4 separate regions of the Mus musculus genome follow, and all the other regions are linked to region 1. A link is a contact called in public HiCAR-type and HiChIP or PLAC-seq data. All regions are on one chromosome and are shown on one strand. Each heading gives the region's core, a stretch centred on a gene start, on an enhancer-like site or on the middle of the called end of the contact. The rest is flanking DNA. Distances are from core to core; before and after follow the strand shown. Region 1 holds the start of Ap5m1 (adaptor-related protein complex 5, mu 1 subunit). Region 2 holds the start of Ktn1 (kinectin 1). Region 3 has its middle 11 kb from the start of Atg14. Region 4 holds the start of Lgals3 (lectin, galactose binding, soluble 3).

Region 1 (5,330 bases), core at 2,089-4,588:
TTTCTTTCTTTCTTTCTTTCTTTCTTTCTTTCTTTCTTTCTTTCTTTCTTTTTCTTTCTTTCTTTCTTTCTTTCTTTTTTTTTTCTTTTTTCTTTTTTTTTTTTTTCCGAGACAGGGTTTCTCTGTATAGCCCTGGCTGTCCTGGAACTCACTCTGTAGACCAAACTGGTCTACCCTTCCCCTTACAAGCTGGAGTTACCCTCCTGCTTGAAGTTTCTACTCTCATCTATTAACACCTAACTTGGGATACTATTAGTATGTGGGACTTTCCCTAATTACCCCAGGAGAAGGAGTCTGACCTTCCTCTGCACCATGTTATCAGTTAACTCATCTGTCTACCCCAACTATAATTTTTTACTTCAGGATCTTTTAACCAATGAATAGACTTTTCTGTGGCATGTCTGATGAGACATTCAATACTGTTAATTTTAGCAGTTTATCTTGAAGTTGATAAGTACTCAAAAATATTTACTGAATGAATAACTGGCCCTAGTTTTTAACAAAGAACTCTCCTATAAAATGTAACCTACCAAGAGAAATGTGAAGAATCAGTAAGAATGACAGGAGAGACAGTCAACAAAGGAGAAGGAAGTATCTTCGGTGGTACATAGAAAAAGAGCAATATAGGCAGCAACAGAAGAATTTACCACTCAAGCCATGTTTTAATATGCTGACTATCCAAACCACTGAGGAATCTCAGTTCAGATAGGCCATCCTGAGTTTATTACTTAAAAACACCACAGACAGATTCCTTCAGAAAGACCTGTCAACGAGGAATGAAATTAAGAAGGTATTCTGGGCAACTTCCAGGATATACATTATTGTAATAACTGAGTCACCTAGTAATAAATCATCCCGTCAACTGAGTAAAGATTTACAGTTTGATTTTATTGTCAGAAGTTGTCTGTTTAAAAAAGGATGAGTCACCAAACCAGTAATAAGATTTTATAAAAAGCAGAGTTAGCAATGAAATTTCATAAATTCAAAGCTCAACTTTGTTTCCACTTAATTTCTCTGATGTGGAAAATGGAAGTCCAATTCTATTTAGAAGTACATGAAAACCAGGATGCATAAAAACAAAATATCCTTGACTACATCCTGCCCTGTTTCCCTTGCTCTCCAGCTGTGACTTAGAATGGGAAGTAGGAGAGAAAGACACAGCCTGACTTAATCTGCAACCCATATTTGTAGCAGTAGCTGCAGGAAATGGCAGCAGACACTGGGGGCCTTTTTCCTTCTTCCCTTTCTATTAGAAAAAAAAAAAGGTAACTTTTCACTTGGAGAATGAAGGTTTATTCACAAGCAGAACCTAGTGCAGGGTTAGACTCACAGGAAAGGACAAACAGACTTAATTATGCATAACTGGCACTACTTCATTGTAACTATTATTATGTTTCTGATTTTGATGAAACAACAACTACAAATGACAGAGTTGGGATCACTCCAGTTATGAGACCTATCAATATGCCTGTGTGTTCTACGAATCTTCCGATTACTGTATCATCATTGGGTTTCTCTCCTACAGAACTGCTGTCACTAAGCTAAACAACTTTAACAACTCCACTAAATGACAAGACTTAGAGAACAAAATACAAATTTCTTCACCCCTTCCCCCCACCCCCACTTTCTTCATCCCTGAGAAAGAAAACACATTTTCGAATAAGTTACTGAAGACATCTTGGTATACGTCTAAAGAAGAAAATATAATTTTCCATCCAAGAGGAAATTGTGGATGTTAAAGAGAATTCACTATAACAGTAGGATAATATACTGTTTTTCTGTTAATAAGTAGCTCGTCATGAAAGTATTATTTAAAGATCCCAAAGCCTGTAAGATATAAAAATTGAAACAAGTAATTACAGAATTACCTAGTATCTTGACCAAGGATACACAGTAAATGAGCAGAATTTTATGACTGGTGAAGCAAATGTTATAATATCTCCAGACATTTACATCTGAGGAACAGCAATAAATTTTTCCTAGGTGTAATTATAACTTTTACTCAAATCACTTTCATTACAACTTACAATTTAGGCATGCTATTTCTCTAAACAAATGCAGTATCTATGCTAGGAATGACTGCAAGTCAACGTTCAGTAACAAAAAAAAGTAACTGAAAAGTTAGATTTTTTTTTTAATGGAAACAATGGCATTTAAAATTCACGCCACAGAACACGCTGATGCTCAATGGATACAATTTTCACCTATGGTGACATTCTTAACTGTGAACTGCAGTGTTCTCTACAACTTACACTTCTGCTGCTATGGAGTAATCACGCCCCAGCGGGGGAGAAGGTGTATTCCTCATTTTTCTTCATATGACTACTTCTATTTTTTTCCACACAAGAAGATACTGTTTCATTGTCTTGTAACCCCATTCCATTATCTCAAACCTCACCGCTTCTGACACTGACACGCCACAAAATCCAACTGTCAAGTTTAAATATTGAAACACTCAAGAAAATGCACCTGAACGCTCCCACAGCTTCTCACAGCCCAAGGATCCTTTAACTAGCAGTCGGAGGGTTCCACAGCAATTAAATGCAGTAAGATGTGTCGCTTCCCTTCCGTGCTGAGGCTAAGTAGGCCTTTATTGTCCTTAAAAGAATCCTCCCAGCCTTTTCGACTGTAAGGTAAGACGGCAGGCACCCCAGGGCCGCTTCTGAGCTTGTCGGAACCTCGGCACCGAGGAGCCCCCCAGAGTCTCCATTCAGATGCCCCCTGTAGCACCGTCGCGAGGATCCGCACAGCAAGACCCGGCTCGCCGGCCCTGGGCTCCGGAGTCAGCCCTGCCCACTGCCCGTCCGGTCTCCGGGACGTCTGGCCGCCCTGCCACCCGAGCCGGCCCAGCGTCCCGCCGCCACCCGCCCCTCCCCCGCCGCCGCCGCCGCCGCCCGCCGAGCCCCGGGACCCACCTCGAAGAGCTCGGCCGTCGTGGCCATGCCGGCCGGCTGAGAGGCTCGCCCCGCGCTCGAGGCCGTCTCCGCTTCACATGCTGCGCCTCAGCGGCGCCGCTCACCAGTCCCAGCTCGGCCTACCGCCTCCGGCCCGGGCTGCGCACCGCTGCTGGCTGCCCCGGTCCTCACACAGCGAAGGCAGAGAGGGAGAGCAGCCATGAAGCGGAGCCGCAGACGCCTGTCAGCTGCCTCCCGGCGCCGCCCGCGCCGCTCCCATTGTCACCGCCTCGCACGCCGGAAGTGGGGCTGCGCGCGCCCGGCCGACTTCGCGGGGCGGGCGAAAGGAGCGAGCGGCGAGCGGGCCGCGGAGGCGCTCGTTTGCGACAGGGTGACGCGTCTTGAGCCTCGCGGGCCGCCGTCCCGGAAGTGGGCGAGAAGAGTATTCCAGTCCCTTGAGATTCCGGGTGTAGGTTCTTAAGACCTTCTGAGGAGTGTTTTAATCTCTTGAAGGGACCGGGAGACTTGAGTCACCTCACCCGGAAGAGCGAGCATCTCCAGTGAGCTCTTGCGGCTCAGGGAGAACCCGGACGTTGCCTGGTACAGCCCATCTAGAAGGCGGGGTCTACTTTGGCTGGATGGCGACCTTAGTTTCTACATCGCTCTGATACTTGGGAGGCTTAACCATGGCCCTGCGGGCAGTGTGGCTCATACGTCACGAACCAGGAACTCCACTTGGAGGCACCGTCAGATTCTCCAGGTAATTGCAAGTCTGGATCCTCAGGCATGATGGGTCCAAGGATGAATCTAAGCAGGAGTTTTTGTGGTGCGCTGAGTCTCAGCTGTCCCAGGAGCAGCTAGCAGGGTGCCCTTGGGCAATTTAGGCTTTCTACGTTTATCTCACTTTGTTGTAAGGAATGAGTTGCTTGTTACATGATGCTACATGTTTTCTAGTATTACTGCTATTGTATCTTTATTTATTTATATATTTGAGACAGGATTCATGTATACCTGGCTGTCCTAGAACTTGATACGTAGACCAGGCTGGCCTTGAATTTACAGATACCTCCAGAGTGCTGGGATTACAGGTGTGGGCCACGACACCCGGCTATACTAATGTATCTTTAAAATTAATTCCATCTGTTTAAGTTTGGTACAAAAATGATTGCTTAAAGAACGTTATAGTTTGCAGCTTCTAGTGGGTGAGCAAAATAGAAGTGTGAAAAATTAAATTACAGTCACCTTTTTATCCAGGTGGCATAAGTGGTTTGGTCCCACCTTTAGAATTTGCCATATCTTACCAAGATAATTCTATGGAGAGGACTCTGCAGTTCTTTATATTAGATATTAACCCCGATATAAAGTATAGCTGGCTAAGTTCCCCCCAGTCTATAGGCTGTCTCGCCACTTTGCTTGTAGTTTTATTTGCTTTGCAGAACTGTTTTGATTTCAGGAGATCCCATCTGTCAGTTCTTGAAGTTGTTACCTGTCTCTTGGCATTATTTCTAAGAAGCCTCTGTGTTAATGAGTAGATGTGTGTTCTTGGAAAGCAGCAATGTATGGTAGAAAGGTGACCAATTTTAAATCTCTTCGAATGTAAACCAGAAAGCATTTGAATGGTGTAACTGAGGAACTCAGTTATTAGGTTTTTGTTGCTGTGGTTTTGAGACAGAGCCTCACTGTGTACCACTGGCTTACCCAGAATTCACTGTGTAGACCAAGCTAGCCACAAACTCATAGATACCCTCCTGCTTCTGGTTTCCAAATACTAGAATTAAAGGAATGCAACAACCATGACCCCCATTAGTTGTTAGTTTTGCTTACATTTCAGTAACACATGTACCTGGTGTCTACCATACTGGATAATGCAGCTCTAGATACTTGAACTGTATGAATCTATGGTTTTCTTTATTTACATTCCTTAATGATAGGGTCCAAGCTGCCTCTACCTTTCAGAACAGTGCTATCTAGTAAACATCCTCAAACAGGGCCTTAGAACATGTCTGTACTGATTTAACAAAATACTGACAAATAGCTTCCCTGAATGCAAACAGAGTCATTAGAAATCAGTGAATTGGGCTGGAGAAATGGCTCAGCAGTTAAGAGCACTGACTGCTCTTCCAGAGGTCCTGAGTTCAGTTCTCAGCAACCACGTGGTGGCTCAAAACCATCTGTAATGTGATCTGATGCCCTCTTCTGGTGTGTCAGAAGACAACTATAGTGTACTCATATACATAAAATAAATAAACACTTAAAAAAAAAGAAATCGATGAATTTCTGTATTTCCCTGACTCTTATTTTAATTTTACCAGTAAAGGAGAACTAATTTCTATTTGTATACCTTTCTGTAACAATATTCATTAGACTCTTGAAATACCTTTTCTGTGAATTACCCTTTCCAAAGATACCATTTTATCCATTCTGTATAATTTTATC
Region 2 (5,557 bases), core at 764-3,263, 1.4 Mb before region 1:
GCTGAGTGAGATACAATCTCTTACTCAGATGCTACTCTGATCTCTACAGAACTCCCCAATTCTGGGAAGCCTACATGGTCAAAACAGGAATGGGCAGGCGCCTCTTCATCTATCAATATATTGCATGCCTTCAAATCTTCCCCAAAATCCGTTAAGAAGAAAACTGGTACAAGCTAAAAGCAGTAAACTGTGCTTTTTGTCCGGGGGGGGGGGGGGGGCGCAGGGGGGAGGGGAGAAATAGTCTTTCGGTAGCTACATTATACCTTATAGTTTTCAATAAGGTTTAATTTCTGATTGTTTTAAGAGATAACTCAGATGGGGAGTGCTAATTCCTTTTAGCAAGTTAGTTGTGGGTTTCAGCGACATGGACATGACATCGGTGAGTAGTGAGCAGCAGTCACAGTTAATTATAACTTAGGTTAATTATGTGTGTTAACTATAGTTAATTATGTTACATTTTACTATACTTCAAAACTTAGAGGATTAGTCTTAAATACCAATAGGGCTTGCCACCTGTAACATATCTAGTACATCTTTTTGTTTTGATGTGAGCAATTAGAAAGCTTATAGGAAGGAAGCATCCAGCTGTTCCCCTTTGAGAAGTCAAAGTTCATCCGAATAGAAGTGGCTGGCGCATTTATACTTCTGTATCGACTATAAGAAGTAAGACGTTTGGAGGATTGCTTCCCTAAAGACCATGCTACTATGTAACTTACGAAGGAACCTATGTATCATTTGTATGCAAATGATGGTGTCCTTTTCCTAATGTCAGAAAAAAAAATCTAACTGGAAACTTTTTTGTGGGTGGAGGGGGCGCAATTACAGAGTTGTTTGTAAGCTATTCAAGAACCTTTACATTCCATTACAGAAATGATACAGTTACACTTTGTATTAAGCTACTAATGGCCTCACTTCCCAACAAAGCCAAATCTTCTGGCACTTACAGGTTCAAGAGACAGCAGCTCAGAAACAGTGTTTTGCTGGCCTTGGAGCTGGTGAGTGCTGAATAATACTCATGAGAAAGGAAAAGAGCAAGCTCCTTGAGAAGTGGTGATTGGACACTGGTGGAATTCTCAATACCTCATCAGGCTGTTGCTACAAACGCTTCAGCTTTCATTTCTGCTTTGAAGAGCTCTGAAAGCTTGGGCGGAAATCATTCGAACGCAGACAGATGCGCAGCATTCTTGTAACTAGCCTATGATGAGGACATTCTCTGTTGTTAATGTTGAGACTTATCTGATGCTCCAATCATTAAGGATTGCTCCTGGGTAATGGTAATGGTGAGTCTGATTCTATTTCTCTACCCCACACTCTAGAAGCGTGCCAATCATTTGGTAACTTTTGAGGAGAGTTTAGAGTATGTTGTAGATATGTTCAGGGCAGTGACTGGCGTTGTCTGAGATAATAATAATAATAATAATAATAATAATAATAATAATAAAACACTAAAAAGCAACACCGGAGAAAAAGCTTCCATCCTCGCAGCAAAGAGCAGAGAGACGCAGAGATTCTGGTCAACCCCTCTTAGCGCTGCAGTTTCTAGTTATTTAACCTTGCTTAAGGAATGGCCAGCAGCCAGCAAGCATTGCAGCCTTACAATATTTGCACACAACTTATTTAGGTCGGCTCTATAAATTCCTCGTTTTGCGGATTTCGGAGGAGAAATCCCAGCCGTGTGTGTGTGTGTGTGTGTGTGTGTGTGTGTGTGTGTGTGTGTGTGTGTGTGTGTGTATGTCTAGCAACTTGGAGTACGGTTAAAAGGAATCAACCCGTGTCGGGGGCCAAGTGGTACTTTTGTGCGAGGGTCACGTGAGACCAAGGCCGACTGGGGGAGGCAGAGTAGGGTTGAATGGATGAAGGGATTCCGCAGGGACTTCCAGGCGGAGGGTGACGTCTCTGCAGCCCAGCGCGGGGCATCTGGAGGCCGCCGGCTGCGCGGACCTGTCCCTTTAAGGGGCCGGTCTCCGGGCCCCTCTGGCCGCGACGCCCGGACGTGCGGAGCCGCCCCGCCCCGAAGCCGCCCGTTTCCTGCGGGGCGGCGCGACGGCACCTGAGCTACTGCGGCGGGGCCTGGGAGCGCGCTGACCAGGAGGTAGAGCTCGCGCCGCTGCATCGTCCCGGCCTGGTACCCGGCTGCGCAGGGTGAGGAGCAGGGCCGGGGACTCCAGGGCGCGCGGGCGCGGGGCGCAGGGCGGGGGGCTGCGCTCGCGGGGTAGGCCTCGCACGGAGGTCGCAGTGTGCAGCGTCCGCCCAGGCCGCGCCGCCGCCGGCCCGCTCCGAGGATCCGCCTGCGGGTTCGGGCTCCAGGGTTCTGGCTCGGCGATCTCCCCGTGGCTGCAAGGTCCGATCCCAGGTCCGCGAGTGGCCGGAGCTCCCCGGCCATCTCCTCTGAGGGCGAGGTCGATCCGCCAGGGCCGCGGGGTGACCGAGGAGCCTATTTTTAGCTGGGCTCGCAGGCCCCAGGGCGGGCTGGCGGATTAAGGCTCTGATGAGGGTGACCAGAGGGAGCGCCTCGCCTCGCCTCGGGCGCCCTGGGCTCGGGCTGGGCCACGCGTGCGCCATGCTGGAGCGGCTCTCCCCTCGCTTGTCCCGGAGCGCCGCCCCTCCCACCACCCGGTCCTGGGAGTTAGGGGAAATCCTGCGAAGTTCTCCCTCTCTCCCAGGGGTGTGTCCGCCTTGGTGTCCAACAATAGAATTTGGGGTGTCCCGGATCTGGCCGCTTTTGGCGTAAGGGAGCAGAGTTCGGCCATCCGAGACCGGGGCTTGGGAAGCAGCGTTCTCTTCTTTGTCCGGCTGCCTCTCGGTTTAGGTCAAAAAGTGCGCTGTTTAGTGTCTTCGGGTCCTTCTGGGAGGAGGCGGAAACCCGGATTCTAACAGCAGGGCCACTGCTAGAAGTGGATTCCTTAGCAGCTATGTGGATTAGCATAGCTTCAGAAGCTGCGGGCCGAATAGAATAGTTCAAAGTTTTGGAGTGTTCTGAGAAATTGACAGCTCCACACCCAGGTAAAGAGGAGCTCCCCAAAGGTGAACTAGACATTGAGTTGTGTAGCAGGTGACTTAGGGGTGATTTAACTTTTTTTTTTTTTTTTTGCCTGAATTAGGTTGCACTTGTTTTCTCCCCTCACCCGCAAGCACTGGCAGCAGTGGCTCTGGTGTGGGTAAAAGCATTTGGTGATGAGACCTGAGATAATCTGTCCATGCTGCCCTGGGGCATTCCGGCTGACCTGTGTTCTGTATGTGCCGCGGTAGCCTTTCATATCTGATGTGTTGCTTGGTAAATAAGCCTCTTTCCCATTCCACCTTTCTTTTAGAGACCTTACACGAAATAGCTAGGCTTAATTATGTAGGTTCTTTCCCCATGCCAACCCTGAGTTAGAAACGTCTCTGAATTTTGTAGCCCTCAGTAGACATACATGTCTTAATTATCAGGTGCATTAGAGAATAAGGTGTTCTACATTACTGAGACACACACTCAAATATATCGGGAAAATTCCTCAAGTGTATTAAACACTTTAATATCACAAAGGATACCCAGTATATAATCCTTTCTTGATTCATTGTCAGCATTATGGAAAGCCGTTGGTTTGTTTTATTTTATTGGTATATTTCTATGACCTCCCTAAGTATTAGCAGCCTCTTTCTCTGATATAGTTTCCCCCTAAACAAATCTAATAAGCAAAATCCACACAAACCCCTCACCCCCCGAGCAGTGTACAGGCTTGCTAGTTTGTAGGTTTTGATCTTTTGTTAGATTTTGATAAAGACCTAACAAGTAAAGGGCTTGTTCTGAGGCTCAGCTTCTAGAGGACGCATGGTAAGATTGACCGTCAGTCAGTCTTTAGCTGGAATTTTACTTGAACTCTTTGGAGGATGTATCGTTTTTCCAGGGAGGGACTCACTGGGGTCAGCCAGAAACTTGAGCATGCCATATATACTTTTGACACCTCTAGCCCTCGAATATGTATTTTTGTTTGTATGCCTACTATGCTTTTTTTTTAATGGCCAAATTTTTAATTAAAAAGATTTTTTCAATACTTTGTAAAAAATAAAAATTAGTAAACTCAGTGGTTCCAGGAGAGTTTGCTTTAGGAATCTGACCTCATGTGTAATAAGGAATGGCAGGAGGTGGGGGCGGGGGAGGTACAAATGTTCAGGTGTTTGAAAGTAACCTCTTACGCATGTGGTTTTAAAGGTCTCTGAAGGCAAATCCAGAGTATCCCTAGAGACCAGAAGTAACTGTCCAGAAGTCGCAGTGACCTCTCATGTATAAATGGACTGCATCCCCCATCATTGCTGCTCCAGTTCTAAGGGACAGAGTCTGGGGTGTTCTGATGAAAAAGATACGATGTATTTGTTAGCAGCTGGGGAAAATTGGTTTAAGATTATGAAGGATATGGTTCCTATAAATAGAAACTTAGGGGGAAACTTTAGGTGCCAGGAACCAGAGTTTGAGTAACTTAAGCCATCACTAAAGTCTAGAAGAGAAAAGTAATAATTTACAAGTGTTTGTCAAGTGCATGAATTGGTGCTGACAGCCTTAAATTGCTTTTAAGCCTTTTCAGTTAAAAAAAAAATGCTGTTTGTCATGATAGTGTCTTTGATCACTCCCAAGGGCAGAGCAGGTGGATCTCGGACAGACCAAAGTAAAAATAAAAAGGGTTGTGAGCTTTAGCCTTGAAATGATTTCCTCCTACCCCCTTTAAAAGAAAGGGTCCGGTCTCTACCATGGAGATTATTTGTATCCCATGTTCATTCACTATAGCAAAGAGTTGGAATCAACCTAGTTGTCTGTTAGTGGGTAAGTGCATAATGAAAATTAGGTCTCTCTGTAAAAGAGTACTATTCACCTCTAAAGAAAAATGATGTAAAAACATTTGCAGGAAAATGGACAGACTTGGAATGTATGCTAATAATCAAGGTCCCTCAATCTCAGAAGGAATTAACTGAGTGTTCTCTCTCCTAAGTGGAGTCCAAACAGTTGTATCTGTGTAGACGTAAACTAGTGCATATGCAGGCACAGCCAACATGAAGAAAAGAGAACAAGAAAAGCTAAATATAAGGATGAGGAAGGACTGCGTGCAGGTGTTAGGTGAGTTTAGGGTTAAGACATGATTGAGGTTATAAGGCCAATTGCTTTTCTTGTTCTAAGTCTGTCATGGTTTTGGTTTTTTTTTTTTTTTTTTGGTCTTGTTTTGTCTTTGATGGTGGTTAATGGTGGTTAAGTGCATAAAATGTATTTGATACCGAAAGTGTAAAATTTAATGTGAAACTTCACAACTTCCATTTCAAAATGTCAATATTAACTATAGAAGTTCATTAAGTTATATAGACTTTGGCTGTGGTTAATTTTGGCATTTGATGTTTTTGCTTGAAAAAGTTTTAAAAAAAGTTAAAGTTTATAAAATAAATTAATAAACACTTTGGTACTAAAAAGAAAGGTGCTGACCGCATAGGTCTGACCTGGGTTTCTGCCACTGCCTCTTGAACAGTACACCCGACTCCTTGGGGCTTCTGCCTAGGTCTGACCTGGGTTTCTGCCACTGCCTCTTGAACAGTA
Region 3 (5,108 bases), core at 1,834-4,333, 1.5 Mb before region 1:
GCGGGGCCAAACAGTTAGGATTAAAGAGGCTAGAAAGGTTAGAATGCTCTCCTGGGATGGGGATATGGTAAAGACAGCATTGTTGTGGCAGCTATAGCTGCACAAAGGCTCCCAAATATACACAACTCCTGGGGTAGTCTTGACCATGCTGCTGTTGGCAGAATGTGGACTTAGAACGCTGGACTAGAAAAAGCGGTTAAACCCTTTAATTGAGACTTAATGGGCATATACCCCTTAATGGACCTCCATGAGCATGGAGGACAGAGGTACTGAGAGCAATGTAGACTATGACAGCCTGGCTCACCAGGGCTCAGAGGAGAAGAATACTGCTTACATGGCCTAGAGACCATTCTTGTGATATTTTGAAGGATATGGCTTCTTTCTGCCCTTGCCCAAAAAATCTGCCTGGGGTTAAACTGGATTAGTGGCAGCAGCAGAGGAAATTTCAAGACAGGCTGGTATTGACTCTTGTGTCATGTTTGCTGGCTACTCTTACACAGATCTATAATGAAAAGAAGCAAGCTGATCAAGGAAAGATACAAAATGTATAGGAGGAGAAGAAGAAAAAAAAAAAGCTGGGTGTGGTGGCGCACACCTTTAATCCTAGCACTCAGGAGGCAGAGGCAGAGGCAGGTGGGTTTCTGAGTTTGAGGCCAGCCTGGCCTACAGAGTGAGTTCCAGGACAGGACAGGCTACATAGAGAAATCCTGTCTCGAAAAACCAAAAGAGAGAGAGAGAGAGAGAGAGAGAGAGAGAGAGAGAGAGAGAGAGAGAGAGAGAGAGAGAGAGAGAGAGAGAGAGAGAGAGAGAGAGAGAGAGAGAGGGAGGGAGGGAGGAAGGAAGGAAGGAAGAGAGAGAGAGAGAGAGAGAGAGAGAGAGAGAGAGAGAAAGAAAGAAAGAAAGAAAGAAAGAAAGAAAGAAAGAAAGAAAGAAAGAAAGAAAGAAAGAAAGAAAGAAAGAAAGGGAGGGAGGGAGGGAAAGAGAGAAAGTTTAAAGAAAAGCCAAATGCTACACCAAATGATAGGAGTGGTGACCTCAGGATAAGACCCCACCCAGCTAAGCTTCTAACTTGTAAAAAGTAATTAAATAAAATCATAAGCAGTGAGGAAAGTGGTCAGCAGCAGAACCAGGGAGCCTTGTGCCAACCCCAGCAAACAGCAGGACTTGGCAGGGAGCCTTGTGCCAACCCTAGCAAACAGCAGGACTTGGCAGCTTTGCCGTAGAGTCAAAGATTCAAGGGCTTACGGAATCTTCCATCATGGCTAAGAAGAACCACTGAGGTCAGGCATGTGTCAGGAGTGTCCTTTCATGGAGGCTCAGGCATGTGTCAGGAGTGTCCTTTCATGGAGGCTCAGAGAGGCCATTTTGTGCATCTGAGAGGGTGAGGCCTAGATTACCCTGTGGATCCCAAAATGTGGAAGTCAAGTCGCTAATGTCATGTGATCTCTGCTGAGGAAGGCTGCTAACACGTTTGGAAACAGCTAAAGGGAAAGAAATATGTTGCGGTCAACAACGCTGAAAGGGGTTGGAGATTTGAAGAGCACTTTGACGTCAGATGTAGAGATACAGAATTTGAAAAATTCCCCTGCTTGCTTTAAGTCTTGTTTTGGTCCAGGATTCCCTCACTAGGCTTCCTTCCCTCCGCTTTTGGAATGGTAAGACATGCTTTCTGCCATTGTGTATAGGAAGTTATCGATCTGCTTTTTGATTTTGATTTCACTGGAGTTAAAGTTAAGAGATTGCCTTGAGTCTCTGAAGAGTCTTTAAACTTTTACAGTGTTGAGACTGGGATAGACTATGGGGACTTTTGGAACTGGGTTGAATGCATTTTTGCATTATGATATTGCTACAAGCCTATAGGGGTCAGGGAATGGAATGTGAAGGTTTGAATAAAGATGGCCCCCATAGACTCATAGATGTGAACGCTTGGTCTCAAGTGAGGGGCACCATTTGAAAGGATTAGGAAGTATATCACTGGGAGTGGGCTTTGAGGTTTCAAAAAGCCCATAGTCTGTCTTTCTGTCTCCCTTCCTCCCTCCTTGCTAACTATAGATTCAGATGCTAACCTCTCAGCTACTTCTCTAGCACTATGCCTGCCTGCGTGTGGTCATTATTATCTGCCATGACGACTATGGACTAAACCTCTGAAACTGTAAGGCAGTCCCAACTAAGTACTTTAGTTTGTAAGAGCTGTTGTTGTTACGGTGTCTCTTCACAGCAGCAGAACACTGACTAATACACATGTCACTTGAATCATTACCTGTAAATGTATCTTTTATTTGCCTGATGTGATTGTTATCTCGGAGGCTTAGTGCTGAGTGAACTCACTCTTTCTAGCTCTTTCTGAACTCTGGCTAACTGGATCAACTCAGCTGTGATTCAGCTCTACTCCAAGTTCATTGATTCCAACTGGCTTCTTGCTTCTGACTGAATTGCTCTGCTGGGTCTCAAACTAACTCGGCAATCTGTTCTAATCTTCTGGCTCCTTCTCCTCTGGCTTGTTCTGTCTTCACCTGCGTCTAGCTTTTTCTCTCTACAAACAACCTGTCTCTGTAAAACTGTCCTGGTAAAAACTGCCTCTGAACTCCACAAACTGCACTGCCATCTGTTGAACTGCGGAGAACTCAACCCCCCTGTGCTGCCTCTCAACTCAGTGACTTCACTGAACTGACTGACGGGAACTCAGAAATCTGCATGCCTCTGTCTCTTGAGTGCTGGGATTAAAGGCATGTACTACAACACCTAGACCTAATCTTTTTTGTACCTAGAACTTGATCAGTACCAGGCTGGTCTCTCAAAGATCTGCTTGCCTCTGGCCCCTGGAATTAAAGGGTTGTCTGTGAGAGATCAAATCTTTTGGGTTGAGACTCCATCTTAAAGAACCTGACCTAAGGTTGAACTCAAGTTAATTAACAGGCTGGTATCTAGCACCAGTTTCCAGGTTACCTCCCAACAAGACCTGCATCTAGTATCAGTTTCCAGGTTGCTCCCCAGCAAATCTGTACCCTCAGGTTACAAGCCCGCCCCTGACACTTCACTTCCTAACAACCACCAATCAGGAGGAAAACAGAAGTTAAGTTTATAGTTAGGCTCTCAGCACCAGCCAATTATGTTAAAGGGTGTAATTGCCCACCAGTCTGATGTGTACTAGGCTAGATACCCCTTTTTTTCCCTCTATAAATGCTTACCTAAAACTGGGCTTGGGTGTTGGGAGCTATTAAGACAACTCTTGATCTCTGAATTGGGCCTCTCCCACCGAGAAGAAAAAGGGGTCAAAAGCGGGCCACGGACACATGGATTCCGGGAACCACGGGAGGTTCCAGCCCTAGGTCATCACCGATGTCCTGACCACACCCTGATACCACCAAGTTCTTGCTTCCCCGTGTAGCTGCCAAAAGAAAGAATTTCTATTGCCCCCCTCCCATAAGTACTTCTCCTTTTGCTTGTATTGCCCCACCCCTCCCACTGATAAGTGTCTGTACTTCCCCTTTTGCTTGTGCATTTAAGCCTTAGACCTTTTTCAATACATTAGGGTCCTGATACAACTTCAGAACGGTTTCCGTGTCCTTACTCTTACAAGACCCTCGTCTCTCTCTACCCCCCATTTGGTTATTAGGAGGAGGTCCCCTCGAGATCCTCGAATAACTGGACCTGCTGGACGGGTCACTTGGGACCCTCTCCTGTTCTCACCATCAGAGACAGTGGTGTGGCCCAAGCTCAGGCTTGGATAAGGAGACCCTAGTGTGATTGGATCAGATTCGGTTCCTTGGGGTTCACGAACGTCTCCTGGCACAACATCTGTATTCTAGCCAGAGTAGCTGTTGCTGGATTAAAATTCCTCTACAAAAACCTCTTGTTAGATGCTTACCATTGATACCCAATTTTAAACAGTGCTGAAGTACACATTGCTGCCTATGTCTGGAACAGTTGTCCCGTGTTTGCTTAGGAATTGGTGTTTCTGGGATCAGAGACCTATAGACAATAGAAAGGCCCCAGGGTTCATTTAGATACATGCAAAGAACTCAATGTAAAAAATCAAGAGCCTGGGGCAGAGAACATCCTTCAGGAAGTGTCGTTTGGATACTGACTGGTGGTTTGAAAAAGAACTTACCTTACACTGAAATAAGAGTCTAGACCTGCTCTATGCAATTAATTTAAATATTATTTGTGCTTGACAGGCACGGTAACCAGTGGCTACCCTTGGGTACCAGGACTACAGGACACTCCCAACACACAGAGCACACTCTAGACAAATCAAAAAGTCACAATTCTTTCTCAATACAATGTAAGACCTAAAAAAAAAAAAGCAGGAGCAAAATGGAGGTTAGCATTACATCATGTACTGTAAGGGCTGATGCCTTCCTAAATGTGTTTGCTTGGCCCAGGGAGTGGCACTATTAGGAGGCCTTGTTGAAATAGGTGTGGCCTTGTTGGATTAGGTGTGTCACTGTGGGTGTGGGCTTTGATACCCTCATCCTAGCTTCGTGGAAGCCAGTCTTCTAGCAGCCTTCAGATGAAGATGTAGAACTCTTCATTTCTTCCTGCACCATGCCTGACTGGAGGCTGGCATACTGCCAACCTTGATGATAATGGACTGAACCTGTAAGCCAGCCCCAATTAAGTGGTGTACTTATAAGAGTTGCCTTGGTCATGGTGTCTGTCCACAGCAGTAAAACCCTATCTAAGACACCAAGCAAGATTCCAAATTTTCAAAGATAACGGGAAAAATGGACCCACTGACTATGTACCAACCATTTTAAATTGTTTTTAAAAGCCTCCTTTAAAACATAATAAATAGATCCAGGAGGTGGCAGCACAGGCCTTTGATCCCAGAACTTGGGAGACAGAGGTAGGCAGATCTCTGAGTTTGAGGTCAGCCTGGTCTACAGAGTTTCTGGACAAGGGTTACACAGAAAAACTCCGTCTCAAGAACAAACAAACAAACAAACAAACAACAAAAAAACCCATGAAAATAGTAATCTTGACAAATATTTTAGCATAAATTGGCAAAATACTTAAAATATAAAAAGCTATTAACAAAAGAAAAATATCTAGAATATTGAGCAAATGAAGTAATATGCATCTTACAAGCTTAATATATCAGAAAA
Region 4 (5,078 bases), core at 1,055-3,554, 1.7 Mb before region 1:
ACCAATACCCTTTCACTAGCTTTACTTGGCAGGAAATTGGCATAGAAGTGTTCTCTCCGATGGGCAGTGAAGACCTAAGTTCGACCTCATGATTCAGTTCAGCATAAGTAAGTCTTCTATGTAACAAAGACACAACCATTATCGATCCCTAAAAATGACCAAAGATTATGCACAGGGCAAGAATGTGACTCATCCCATATCTCCATGGCAACCATTTCAGCTGTCCACTTCTAGGTAACTGTAAAAGAGCGTCCTCATGACTCACGGTCTTAAGACTTTAAGTGTTTTCCTAAGAGACTAAAGGCATTCCTCTCTGCCCATCCTATTTCATGCCCACATGCTAATCATCTACAGATGACTCATTCAAACAAGCTTGTTGCCAGGCTACCTGTGTAGAGGAGAGTTCATGGCCTGCGAATTCTTCTCCAGCCACACAGTGACTTCCGTGTGTGTAAGCTTGGAGGGGCAGCAATGAGTGCATCACCAGCCACAGGCTCTGCCGAGCTTGTAAGTCTATCCTAGAGACTAGAGCAGGCCTCCTGAGTGCCCCTGGAATGAGAGTTTGCGTGCACATTTCCCTCTGGTTGTGCAAAACTGGCCGGGACTCTTTATTAACACACTAATAATTGATTACTTTAGAGACTACAGGAAATCTGGAGAGCCAGGTGACAAGTGACAGCTGGAGTGCTCCGTGGCTTACATAAGCCAATGGTCACAGTGATTGTTTGGGGTTTTTCATTTTTGTTTTTGAAACAAGGCCTGACTGTACATCCCTGGTGGCCTCAAATCGCCATACAGACCAGGCTGGCCTTAAACTTGAAGGGATCTGCCTGTTTTTGCATCCCAAGAGCATGCAGATCCCAAGAGATTAAAGACATGAGCCACCACACCTACTACCTACAGTGATTTTTTAAAAAAATACATATATTTATTTCTAAAATTTTATTTACATGTTTTAATATTTTACACTTGATCTTAGCCAAAAGGCCGAGAAGCGATGTTTTAATATTTTAAAATGCATTTATATTTGCACATATGCATGTGAGCATGTGTATGTGGCTTAAATGACAACATTCAAGAGTTGGTTCTCTTCTTTCCTCTTGAGTTACAGGGATCAAAGTTAGGCGTCGGGCTTTGTAGCAAGCACCCTTACGGGATTATGCTTGACTCTCTATACCCATATTTTCTCATGTCTAAAATGGGATTTGTAAGCAAGGGCACAGCGACATCACTGAATGAGTAGAAAGATAAGTTTATTGGGGCTCAAACCACCAAGGCAATAAACATTCCCCTGCCCCGGGTGTGGGGAGAAGTCAGCAGAATGGGGGGCTTTGAGCTGTTACAGGCTGTTGGGATTGACCGGGAAGCAGGTGCCCTTGCCTGAGGTAGTTGACATTGGGGGCAGACTAAGGGAGATCCCTGGTCAACAGAAACCACCTATAAGCTTCTGTTTGTGCAGCCAGAGTCCCTCTGTTTAGGACCAGCACTGGCATTCTGGGGGGCTGCTTTGGACCTAATAGGATTAAAATAATGCCAACTCCATAAATGTATGTAAAGCCCTAGGCATAGAGTGGGGTGCATAAGTGTTTGGTAGATATTAGCTGATGTATCTGAAGCTGGGGAAAAATTATCTTGAATATCCTTAACCACATCACTCAAGTTTTTAATCTATATAAATGGTTCCAAACTGGTTATCAGCCTCTTGCAAAAGCGGCTGTTCCTTGTAACTATTTTCATATAGACAGAGCTACACCCTGTCCTCTTGATTTAACTGCCCCTTGCCCGTGCTGTAACTCTCCTCCAATCTTTGAGAAAACATCTTCCTAGGAATCAATTCACACATTCATACTACTTCATTCATTAATTCATTCGTCCACATTCATTCATTCACTCATCAATCAATCAACCAACAAATACCTACCGAGAACCTACTATGTACCACATTGGGTTTACCCAGCCCAGCAAAATCCAGAGCAGGAGTGAATGCAAACAGGGGCACCTCTTACATCTCAGATTTGTCAGGGACACCTGCTCCTCCCTTCCCTCACACTCAAAGTCACTGCCATTTCTGCGGAAGGCTTCAGGTGAAGGAATTAGGGGCAGGATGAGACCCTGACAGGCAGCTTCAGACAAGGGAATTGGGTGAGTCTGAGAGTCTGGGTGCGGTCGGCTAGGGCCCACTGCGGGGCACAGGTGAGGGGCACAGGCTGGCGGGCGTGTCCCAGTCCACTGTGGGGAAGCTCCGTGGTCCGTGGGGCGCGGTCCAGCCAGGCGCCTGCAGGGCGAGGGATGCTGCCCCGCCCTGGGAGGGCGGGCCCGGGGAAAAGAGTACTAGAAGCGGCCGAGCCACCGCCCAGCTCTGACAGCTAGCGGAGCGGCGGGTGGAGCACTAATCAGGTGAGCGGCACAGAGAGCACTACCCAGGTGAGCGGCGCGGGGCGCGGGGACCGGTGCTGCTCAGTGCACCAAGAAAGGGCTGGGCTCCCGGGAGATGGACGGAGGTGACCTTCAGGGTCCCAGGCGCTGGTCTACCGCCTTGGCTCTCCTGCGGGTAACTCTCGGAGAAAGTTATTCACGACCTACATACTAAGTCTCTTTGGGATGGCGGGATGCCAGCGGGCCCTGGGCACTCCTTCGAAGCCCTGCGTTAGAGTGAGCCACAACCTACGGAGATCCACCTTGTAGCTGGCCCCTAGCTTGGCCATAGGGATCAGGTGCCTCTTCTGGCACGTTGGGGGTGGGGGTGGGAGTTTGGAGACTCAAAAGACATCGCCCAGGATTCCTGACTCCTGGAGGAATTCCAGCAGGCTCCTTTGGTGCACGTGGAAGCCTTCCACTAGAGATCTTGCTGTGTGGTGCCAGTGAGTTCCACCAGGTTCAGCGGAGGTAGGGGCTATAGCCACCCGCTGCGTGCTTGACCGCACAGGACAGTGCTGCCCAAGCCCTAGTGCGCATGTGTCGGGATGAAGAACTACTGTAACCTCTAACATTTTTTTGTAAGCCAAGTGACTCATTCGTGACCAGTGTGGTTATTTGTGCAATAACCTCTAGATCTGGGTGGAGGAAGTCTTGGGTGTGGCCGTGTTGGTCTCAGAGTGCAGACCCTTAGCGAGAGGCTTTCAAAGGTTGCATTTATGCTGAATTATGTTACTCAAGCACTATTGCAGGGAATCGAGGATGGGACGGGAATGGGTGGGGAGGGGGAGTTGAGACTGAGGCTTAGGATTCCGGCTAACCCTAGCAGGGAAGCAAGTGATTCCTATTTGAAGAAATTGGAATATTTATAAAGCGACCCCCGGGGAGTAGGGTTTCTGGATAATGAGAACATTTGGACTTAGTGACCCGGCTAATTCTGAGGAAAAGAACAGAAACCAGTGTGTAAAAACTATCACTTTCTGAAATTCCAAGATGTTTGCTTCAAGTTTATAGTTCCGTATTTTTATTTATTTACCTTTGGGGGCAGGGGAAGTATCTTAGTTAGGGTTTTATTGCTGTGAACAGACACCATGACCAAGGCAGCTCTTATAAAGGTCAACATTTAATTGTGGTGGGGGTGGCTCACAGGTTCAGAGCTTCAGTCAATAATCCTCAAGGCAAGAGCATAGCAGCGTCCAGGCAGGCATGGTGCAGGAGGAGCTGAGAGTTCTACATCTTCATCTGAAGGCTGCTAGTGGAAGACTGGCTTCCAGGCAGCTAGGATGAGGGTCTTAAAGCCCACACCCACAGTGACACACCTACTCCAACAGGGCCACACCTTCAGTTAGTGCCACTCCCTGGCCGAGCATATACAAACCATCCCAGGGAGACAGGCTGCCACTGCAGCCTAGGCAGGACTGGAACTTACTATGTAGCCCAGGCTGGCTTTCAATATTCAATCCTGTCTCAGTCTCCCAAGTGCAGGGGCTAACAGTGTAAACTACCACCCCCAACTGTTTCCATAAAACTTGAAGTTTAATAACAAAAGCCTTGCTTGTCTGCAACAACAGTCTTTGGTGGTGGTGGGGGGGGGAGGCAGTGCCCATCTGAAAGAATGCTAGTTTTTTTGTTCAGACAGGGCTGGTTTAGAACTTGTGATTTTCCAGGCCAGTACAACCACACCTAGTAATTGTCTCCTTCTTGGTCACTGATCATTTTTGCTTTGTTTTGCTTGTTTCTTGAGATAGGGTCTTACAATATAACCTTGGTTGGCCTCATACTCAGTACAGAGTTCAGGCTGGCCTTGAACCTATGCTACTCTTTCTCCCATGGTTTCCCGAGGACTGGGATTACAGATGTGGACCAGCCATCTTTACCCTAGCCTTTTCCCCTGAGATAGTCATAGTTATCTGTGATGGAGACTAGCCTCCTAAATTCAGAATGTTTAGGAGTTTGGTTTAAAATCTGCACTTACTCCATCTTCTGGGGAGGACATGGATGAGGTCTTTCAGGCTTAAGCTAAGAAGTATTTAATGGATGGCTCACTAAATTGTACACAAAGCAGAAGAGGTAGAGAATTGCTTGAGGGTTGACTGGAAAAATTGATCATTTTTCCGTAGAATGAGTCTATTCAAGGGTTCTCAATCAATGAGATAGTTCACTGGATCAAAAGCATTTGTTCATCATTTTTCGAGATGGGGTCTCACAGGCAGCCCTGGCTGGAACTCCATACATCAGGCAGGCCTGGGTCTATGACACCCTCCTGCCTCTGCATCCTGAATATGCTCAGATGCTTTCCAAAGAACTGTTCCTTAGGTGGGTGTGGGCGTAAGTGCCTGTCATTCCAACATTCAGGAGGCAGAACCCAGAGTACCTCAGGTACAAGGCCAGCATAGGCTACATTTAGAATTCTAAGCCAAACTGGGCCAAAGAATAAGACCTGTCTTAAAATATATAAGCGAACTTCTTACTTCCTGCCAGTGAGCTCAAGTGTCCTAGGTGAGTCTTATTTATGATTCAGATGCCTATTTGCCTAGCTCTCTCAATAGCCAAAGACTAAATCTTCACTGCAATAGACACATAAACATTCACAGTACACACACCTCAATTAAAAAAAAATCTATGTTTAATAAGTAAATACAATAAAAAAACAACAGCTAAAA

Evidence for each region. HiCAR-type assays count read pairs that join an accessible place to other places. HiChIP or PLAC-seq counts read pairs in DNA pulled down with a chosen protein or histone mark.
Region 2: a HiCAR-type map of astrocytes shows a contact between it and region 1, with 9 times the contacts expected there. The contact joins the promoter of Ktn1 here to the promoter of Ap5m1 in region 1. A contact is called at or near these places in 6 of 39 promoter capture datasets (the C10 cell line, cranial neural crest, frontonasal cranial neural crest and 3 more), 7 of 115 datasets of contacts at active chromatin or transcription factors (astrocytes, differentiating embryonic stem cells, extraembryonic endoderm stem cells and 4 more) and 3 of 9 other capture datasets (adipose tissue, liver and pancreatic islet).
Region 3: a contact with region 1 is called in an H3K27ac HiChIP or PLAC-seq map of embryonic stem cells, with 4 times the contacts expected there. The contact joins the enhancer-like site here to the promoter of Ap5m1 in region 1. A contact is called at or near these places in 2 of 39 promoter capture datasets (hippocampal neurons and liver) and 5 of 115 datasets of contacts at active chromatin or transcription factors (astrocytes, embryonic forebrain, embryonic stem cells and 2 more).
Region 4: an H3K27ac HiChIP or PLAC-seq map of bone marrow-derived dendritic cells shows a contact between it and region 1, with 3 times the contacts expected there. The contact joins the promoter of Lgals3 here to the promoter of Ap5m1 in region 1. A contact is called at or near these places in 1 of 39 promoter capture datasets (hippocampal neurons) and 4 of 115 datasets of contacts at active chromatin or transcription factors (astrocytes, bone marrow-derived dendritic cells, embryonic stem cells and 1 more).

What each region holds. Positions count from the first base shown.
Region 1 is chr14:49,063,211-49,068,540 of GRCm38.p6, forward strand. Ap5m1 (adaptor-related protein complex 5, mu 1 subunit) reads left to right here and starts at 3,339. Exons shown (of 8, transcript NM_144535.5): 1 at 3,339-3,654. The coding sequence starts at 3,581. It overlaps Exoc5 (exocyst complex component 5), which reads right to left and starts at 3,457. Exons shown (of 18, transcript NM_207214.3): 1 at 2,916-3,457. The coding sequence starts at 2,942.
Region 2 is chr14:47,647,298-47,652,854 of GRCm38.p6, forward strand. It overlaps Ktn1 (kinectin 1), which reads left to right and starts at 2,014. Exons shown (of 39, transcript NM_001347527.1): 1 at 2,014-2,142.
Region 3 is chr14:47,577,083-47,582,190 of GRCm38.p6, forward strand. No RefSeq gene overlaps it. Among named protein-coding and RNA genes, the nearest start is that of Atg14, 11 kb to the left of the region's middle. Within about 2 kb of position 3,084, at least 8 of the 459 cell types and tissues checked have an H3K27ac peak or open chromatin away from gene starts, as enhancers often do. A contact at or near this core is called in embryonic stem cells, where this site is marked.
Region 4 is chr14:47,371,556-47,376,633 of GRCm38.p6, forward strand. Lgals3 (lectin, galactose binding, soluble 3) reads left to right here and starts at 2,305. Exons shown (of 6, transcript NM_010705.3): 1 at 2,305-2,397. It also overlaps the pseudogene Gm52166.